Linked DNA regions of Arabidopsis thaliana: region 2 is linked to region 1. The links are chromatin contacts, called in public capture Hi-C maps. All regions are on one chromosome and are shown on one strand. Each heading gives the region's core, a stretch centred on a gene start, on an enhancer-like site or on the middle of the called end of the contact. The rest is flanking DNA. Distances are from core to core; before and after follow the strand shown. Region 1 holds the start of DMR6 (2-oxoglutarate (2OG) and Fe(II)-dependent oxygenase superfamily protein). Region 2 holds the start of AT5G24760 (GroES-like zinc-binding dehydrogenase family protein).

Region 1 (3,802 bases), core at 636-3,135:
AAAGTACTAAGATAACAATCACGACAAATTTCTGTCTAGTTCATTAAATATTTAATCAAACTCTAAACGATTTTCAAACAATTTTTATAATTCAAAAAATAAGTTACATATCTTTGTTTAACATAATATAATAAAAATAACATGAATAAATTATTTTAACATAAAAAATTCAGTTTTTCAAAAATAAGTTTAGAAGTTTACGTTCTAAAATAAGGTAAAATATGAATGCTGTTTTAAGACGCAATCTAGATAATTTTTTTTAATAAAAACCGAGATACATTTAAATCTATCTAAATAACTTATAACTACCTAATTGTTACATAATCTACCAATTTAACTCTATGTAAAATAAAACTGATTTTAGTAACATTTAAGCAGTACGAGAATGCTAGCGCCTAATTAAACGATCTTCTAATCCACTTTCTTGAATATTTGTTTTAACTAAATCTAAACAAAAATATAGTTATATAACCACAAATATTAATGAAATTTAAACTTATAGTAACTGAAATACCCAAAACTAAAAAAAAAAACCAAAATTATAATAATTATAAATAAGAAGATATTAGTTTATGTTTACAATCGAAATAATCAAATAAATGATTGTCTTTATTTAGGACTACGATCAAGAACCGAATGGGCTTTTCCAAACCAAACCGAGATTTGAATTTTATGGTGCGGATTCGGTTAACTGGAGAATAGCTATCAACAACAATTTAAAATAGATTTAGCTAGATCGGTTTGGTTCGGTTCGTTTTGTATTCTCTGTCACTCCTCACAATCGCTTATATTTTATATTGTATGTTTAAAAGTCAACATCGAAATATTGTACGTTAGTATGTCACTTATGATAATGTTTATTCGTAAACACAATTTGAAAAGGTCAAAGAAAGAGGAAAGATAGTTAATCAAGCCCTTGTTGTCAAAAATAATTATTTTATTTACTGTCATCGTAATGTTTATCAATGCAGTTATTAATCTCATTTTTTTCTCTTCCGAAGTCGACGAACAATAAAAAAAACCAATCTCATTCGAAGTACTTATTACTGATATGATGCTGAGCTGACACAGTCGTAAGCCTTGGACAACAATCATTCATGACGTCACTGCTGTGACGCTAGAATGATGACATTATATCAATGTTTTTTTGTCTGAATTTTGTTATGGTAAAAATAATGAAAATGTAGAGCTTGAGTATTTTGATTTTCGTTTTATTGTAAACTAGCTGAATCTGAATCTTGAGCAGTTAATTAATTTCGTAATTTATTAATTCTATTCTGACTTTTTAAAATATAATATATATTAACTTTGGTAGATGCTTAAGGTAATTCTTTTTTAATAAATAAGATGGTTAGAGTATCTTAAAGTTAGCTTATAAGAAAATCGGAAAAATTACTTTTGGTGGGTTAATTGTTTCTGTTTGAAGTAATGTGTGTAGATTTTTCTTATGAATTTAGATTAAAAACTATTTGTTTTTCAGATGTTTTAAGAAAAAAATTGTCATTCATAGCTTGTCCATTCTTACATACCTTAATAAGAAAAATTATAAAGTTTTGTGGATTCACGGAAGCTAATCTAGGTTATGTATTTGCCCAAAAAATAATCTAGGTTTTGTTATGGAATTAAGAAGGAAAAAAAAATTGAGATAAATAGTATATAAAAACAATTTAAACTAAGTATTATTAGCTTAATTGATAAAGATTTTAGGTGAAACTTAAAAATAGTTGGTTAAAGAGATTACAAACATTAACCAAATTAACCAAGAACCTCCTAGTATTTAAAAAAAACACTTAAAAATATCCAAACATTTAATTTTTTAATCATAAATCTTATAAAACCCACAGCTGTCCTTTCGAAAATCCACTATATTCGGTGGATTAAGAATTAAAAATCATTCGAATAATATGCATACTTATATAACAAAAACAATTCACTTGAAAACATAATCAATTGAGAGTAGGACCGAGTAACACTGCATTGTTTTATATATATCATCGATGCACATCGCATACATAATATACTCAAAGTCGAGCCTTCCTTCCTTTATCTCTTATACCCTTTTTGATTCTTCTTCAATTTTCTGACATCAAATGGCGGCAAAGCTGATATCCACCGGTTTCCGTCATACTACTTTGCCGGAAAACTATGTCCGGCCAATCTCCGACCGTCCACGTCTCTCTGAAGTCTCTCAACTCGAAGATTTCCCTCTCATCGATCTCTCTTCCACTGATCGATCTTTTCTCATCCAACAAATCCACCAAGCTTGTGCCCGATTCGGATTTTTTCAGGTACCTAATTATAATTATATATACGTTTAGATCACGCATGAGCTTTTTGCTTCTATTAAAAAGATATGTGTGTTTTCTTTTGTTGTATTTGGTTAAAAAGTGGTACATAATTAGCATGAACCTTCTCTAATCAAATAGATTATATATAAAATTCTACAAAAAAAACAACAACTTTATGATGGTTGACTAGTTCTATGCTGACTATTATCATTCGGAACTTATATACAAAGTGGTTAATTTTTTTTATTTTCGTGGTTAATCATTCGAGGTCATAAATCACGGAGTTAACAAACAAATAATAGATGAGATGGTGAGTGTTGCGCGTGAGTTCTTTAGCATGTCTATGGAAGAAAAAATGAAGCTATATTCAGACGATCCAACGAAGACAACAAGATTATCGACGAGCTTCAATGTGAAGAAAGAAGAAGTCAACAATTGGAGAGACTATCTAAGACTCCATTGTTATCCTATCCACAAGTATGTCAATGAGTGGCCGTCAAACCCTCCTTCTTTCAAGTAAGCACTTAAACTTACCTCTAATTTTCTTTTGATAAATTCTAATTTTACTTTACATTTTCTTTCTCTAATACTTTCTAGTAACTATTCTATTGATTTTATAACGTTCCATAGTGAATAAAAACATATACTTGCATGTGCTTAAATAGGTAAAACGATCTATCAGGTTTATGGCATATCTCACGTCTTTAATATAATTGTTGATTTTTGATGTGTCAGAATTGCCAAAAATAGGATATTATTAGCTATTTGTAGACTATCTTTACCGGAATAGATTTAGATTCTATTGTAAACCCATGTATATATATAATCATATTATACCCTAAATTATTAATAATACCAAATGCTTTTAAAGCATCTAGGCTACCTATCAAAAATATATAAGGGTGAGGTATGTCTTCTTAACATTTTCTGTTTGTCATGATTCCTATAAAGTTTTTGTTGAAATGTTTAATTGATTGATCAGAACTGAAAAAAATATGTACAAGAGTGGAGTGTTTCCTACGATGCTTCATTATAAAAACTAGAGCAAACATTCACAACATTATAAAATTCACAACAAAGCAAAACAAAACAAAACAAAACTGGAGCAAGAATTGCCTTTTCTCTTCAGATGTATAAGCATCTATTGTCAACATTATAAAACATACGAGCATATGATCTTCGCACCAGCATATTTTCTATTTCTGTCTTTTATCAACAACATATCTATGAAACTTTTAATTTCGATACAATATACCATATCACTATAACTATTTATTGTGTTCTGTTTTTTTAATAACTAGAATATTGGAATATTCATATGAATATGTTCGATTCGATTTGTTTGAAGGAAAATTCGACCTTCATTTGAGTCAACTGTTTTTGTTCTTTTTTGAAACCGACTTACAAAGAAAATAACACAGATTGTGGTAAAGATAAGTTAACTTGTGGTCCCATTTGGTTTATATTTTCTGATTTGGCTCGCCATGTGATCACATGGTTGCTAAGATTTATAA
Region 2 (3,802 bases), core at 702-3,201, 120 kb after region 1:
CAGCAATTACTACAATGTAACCAACATGGGAACACCATTTTATCGAAAACACCGGCTTTTGTTATCCTATTATAAGTACATAGGAAGATACTGTAATTACCTGGGGTATAGGTTCAGAGAGGTCATTTGAATTGATGAAATCCGTGACACCAAATGTCTTTGCTGTAACAAATAAGAAACACTCAAAACCAGTCCAGAACCGCATTATATCTTACTGCCATGATATACCTTGTTCAGCCTTAGCGGGATTTATATCAACCCCAAGTATTTGAGCTGCTCCTCTAAGTTTGGCACCTTGAGCAACCTACTCATAGGAGATTAATCCCACATCAGACTCCATTAAAACAGAATCATCAAAACTTCTGTATCTATACTTACAGAAAGACCGACAGTTCCAAGACCAAATATCACAACACTTGAACCTTTTTGTACATCAGCAACATTCCATGCTGCACCAAGACCTAAATTTACACCCAAGATTCTCAGTACTGACTATAGATAATTGTTGGCATTTCATCACTTTAAAAACATTATTTTTTAACTACCTGCAGCTACTCCACAGCTTAGAAGACAAATTTTATGCAGAGGTGCCAGTGGATCGACTTTGACAGCACAGCCAGAGTGAACCACAGTGTACTCGCTGAAACTTGAAACCGCGCAGTAATGGTAAACAGGTTTGCCTTTGATGGAGAAGCGTGTCTTCTGATCACTATGCATCAAACCTTTCCTCTCCATTCCAAGAACCTGACACATGTTACTTTTCCCAGATATGCAATGCCGACATGACCCACATTCTCCAGTGAATACAGCAAGCACATGATCTCCTTTTTCAAACTCAGTTACACCTTCTCCAATGCTCTCCACTATACTGCAGAAACATACATGGACACAATGATAGGATTCAAACCAGTAAACTCTTTCTTTCACTCAATTCACAAAGAAGTAGACCATAGAAGACACTTGAATAATGAGCAAAGTCTCTAACTCTCGACCAATGCCTAAACCAAGACCCTAGACAAATCCAGAATGCAACGCATTCTCCTCGCTCTTCTTTAAACCTTCACCTCTCAACTAACCCACGAAAGGTCTGCTCTTGAGCTGGCAAATCTAGTTATAATAGTCCTATACCAAAGACTGCAACAATGGTGCTACATCACACTAAGAATGACAACAGAACACTCAATTTCACACCACATTCTACATAATCTAGAAATGAGGTTATGAACAGAAGTAACTTACCCTGCAGCTTCATGGCCAAATATTCGAGGCAAAAGAGACTGTACCATAAATGGAGACTTCATCAGAGACACTTATAAAGCCAAATACATGAACAGGTTATAGTAAAGAAGAGAAACTGCAAACCTGAGATTCCCAAGCAGAGAGATCACTACGACAGAGAGATGTACATACAACTTTAATTCTGATCTCAAGTGGTTGAGGTGGACTCACTTCAACTTCCTCCATAACCAATGGCTCACCAGCACGCCATGCCACCGCCGCTACAGAATTTCTCAATCAAAAACCCTAATCTTTCATCAACAAATACAAAAAAAACCTTTTTTTATACCGTTGCAGGTTATGACTTGAGGTTGTTCAAAGGAGGAAGAAGAAGCCGACATTGTTCTCCCAAATTTTCTTACTTCAAGCACAAAACGAAGAGACCTTGAAGAAGAAGAAGACGAAAACGAAAAAACGGAGCTTCATCACCTAACACCGACCCTGAAGAAGAAGAGGAAGAAACAGAGGTTCTTCACCTAACACCGAATCACCACCAACCACCATTGAGCTTAAGTGATTCAACAAAGTTAAAAAAATGCTGACTTTACAGCTTTAGAGGTCCCACGTTCGATGAAAGTTATTCCCGCCACCAACCCTTTTCGTCAACTAATCCGAAACTTCATCCTAAGTCTTGCAATGGATTCAATTATTCAAATCTAATTTTAGTTTCTTCTGCGTTCGACATTCTTATGGAATTACATGAAACCAAAGAAACCAAAAAAAAAACTTTTTTGTGAAAGAAACGAGGACATGAGATGAGAATAATATTATTGGGCTTTTTATAGTGGGCTCTATTGGGCTTATCTTACTCCATTATATTCATGATACGATTAAATTGAAAAATGAGGAAATTATTTTTCAAATGGTACATCATTTTGAGAAAAGATGAGTTTGATGAATAGTATTCCCTCACATACATTAACATTATGATGTAGTACTATTCATAATTTTACTTTTTTTCCAGGAAGTGAAATACTGGAGAAAAAAGTTCCTCTTTTTATAATATTTTCTCTTAAAATAAAGGACCAAAAGAGATGGTTCATTGGATTTGAACGTTTTAATTGTTCTAAAACACTTGGAGAGTCTTCTTGGCTTCATGATCTTGGTGCAGCAAGAGATTAGAGTTTGATTTGTTTCAAGTTTTTTTCTGGTCTGGTTTTCTATGTCCTTTCTAATTTTATGTACCCTTTTGAACTTTCAGTTTTTAATAAAATTCATAATCGATAAAAAAAAAAATCTTGATCGATGACAAAAGAAAAGGAGATTGTTTATTGGTTTTAATTGTTTTTTTTGTTAAAGTTTTATTGGTTTTAATTGTTATCTTCCAAACCACAAACTTTATAATTTCCTAGCTACAAATTGTAATGTATCGTTGTTAAATTGTTTACATGAATTGTCGTGAGTCGTGACCATGATTTGAGTAATTGGTGCATTGGTACATAGTCGGGTGATAATGATATGATCATGAAACTCATGAAAAAAATACTCACTTTCATTACGCAGAAAATGGACAACGATCAATAGATATAGAGAGACACATGCAACATAGAATATGACCGAGGCTTGTCCCCATGCAATATATATATATATATTCACACCTAACACTCGTGGAGAGGCACGTGTATATTTGTTCATGTGTAGGTTCAACGTATCTGGCCACCATAATTGGTCCTGATTAATAGATTAATAATAACAAAAATAAAATATCACTCTCTTTTTTTTTTTTTTTTTTTTTTTTTTTTTGCAAAATGGTCTTGTATGTTTTAACTAGTTTGTGAATCATTTTTTTTGCTAAAATTCAAGTATAGTCGAATATTAAATAAACGCCTATAAAAAGATGCTAGCCCATGGAAACTCCGAACCTCTGTAAGTATGCACGGGATCATGTCAAATTGGAACCCTATAAGGCCAAAAAGTCACATTAGATTTCAACTAGTATTTAGAAATCTCTAAACAAATAGCATATCACATGATATTGAATTATTGATTAAATATGGTGAGTTGATTAAAAATACCAACCAATAACCCACTTAAAATAAAAATCTATTTGTTATATATATATTTTTTCGTGGAATGACATATTATTAGTTGTTTGTTTTGATAAACAGACTTATAATTCTTTAACTGACCCAAGAAAATATATTATTCTATATACCAGCGTGAAGATCAATTGTAGCCGGCGAACAAATAATCTGTACGTGGTCCAAGAATTGAATTCAATTTGATGCGATCAATGTAAAACGCAAAAGAAGTTCAATTCATCTTGTAGGATAACACAAGAAGATCTAGGTAACGAATTTTTTTTTGCTAACTTAAAGATCTAGGTAACGAATTGGTAATAAACAACATTGATACTCAAAACCATCTTAAACTCTGCTCTCTATCACTCGATCCAACAAGTTAAAGATTTAAGGTTTTAAAATCCATTTTATAAATAAATTTTTATTGCAAAACTATATTGGAAATCAGAGAAATTTGAAAAATTCACTTTTAAAGTTTTTTAATAACTGATAACGTACTACTT

What was found. Capture Hi-C pulls out chosen DNA fragments and counts their contacts.
Region 2: a contact with region 1 is called in a capture Hi-C map of seedling, with 1.8 times the contacts expected there. The contact joins the promoter of AT5G24760 here to the promoter of DMR6 in region 1. A contact is called at or near these places in 2 of 26 Hi-C or Micro-C datasets (callus and root) and 1 of 3 other capture datasets (seedling).

The regions. Positions count from the first base shown.
Region 1 is chr5:8,376,874-8,380,675 of TAIR10.1, forward strand. DMR6 (2-oxoglutarate (2OG) and Fe(II)-dependent oxygenase superfamily protein) reads left to right here and starts at 1,886. Exons shown (of 4, transcript NM_122361.4): 1 at 1,886-2,288; 2 at 2,557-2,804. The coding sequence starts at 2,091.
Region 2 is chr5:8,495,627-8,499,428 of TAIR10.1, forward strand. It overlaps AT5G24760 (GroES-like zinc-binding dehydrogenase family protein), which reads right to left and starts at 1,952. Exons shown (of 10, transcript NM_122385.5): 1 at 1,568-1,952; 2 at 1,363-1,499; 3 at 1,240-1,277; 4 at 546-868; 5 at 379-461; 6 at 229-304; 7 at 101-162. The coding sequence starts at 1,619.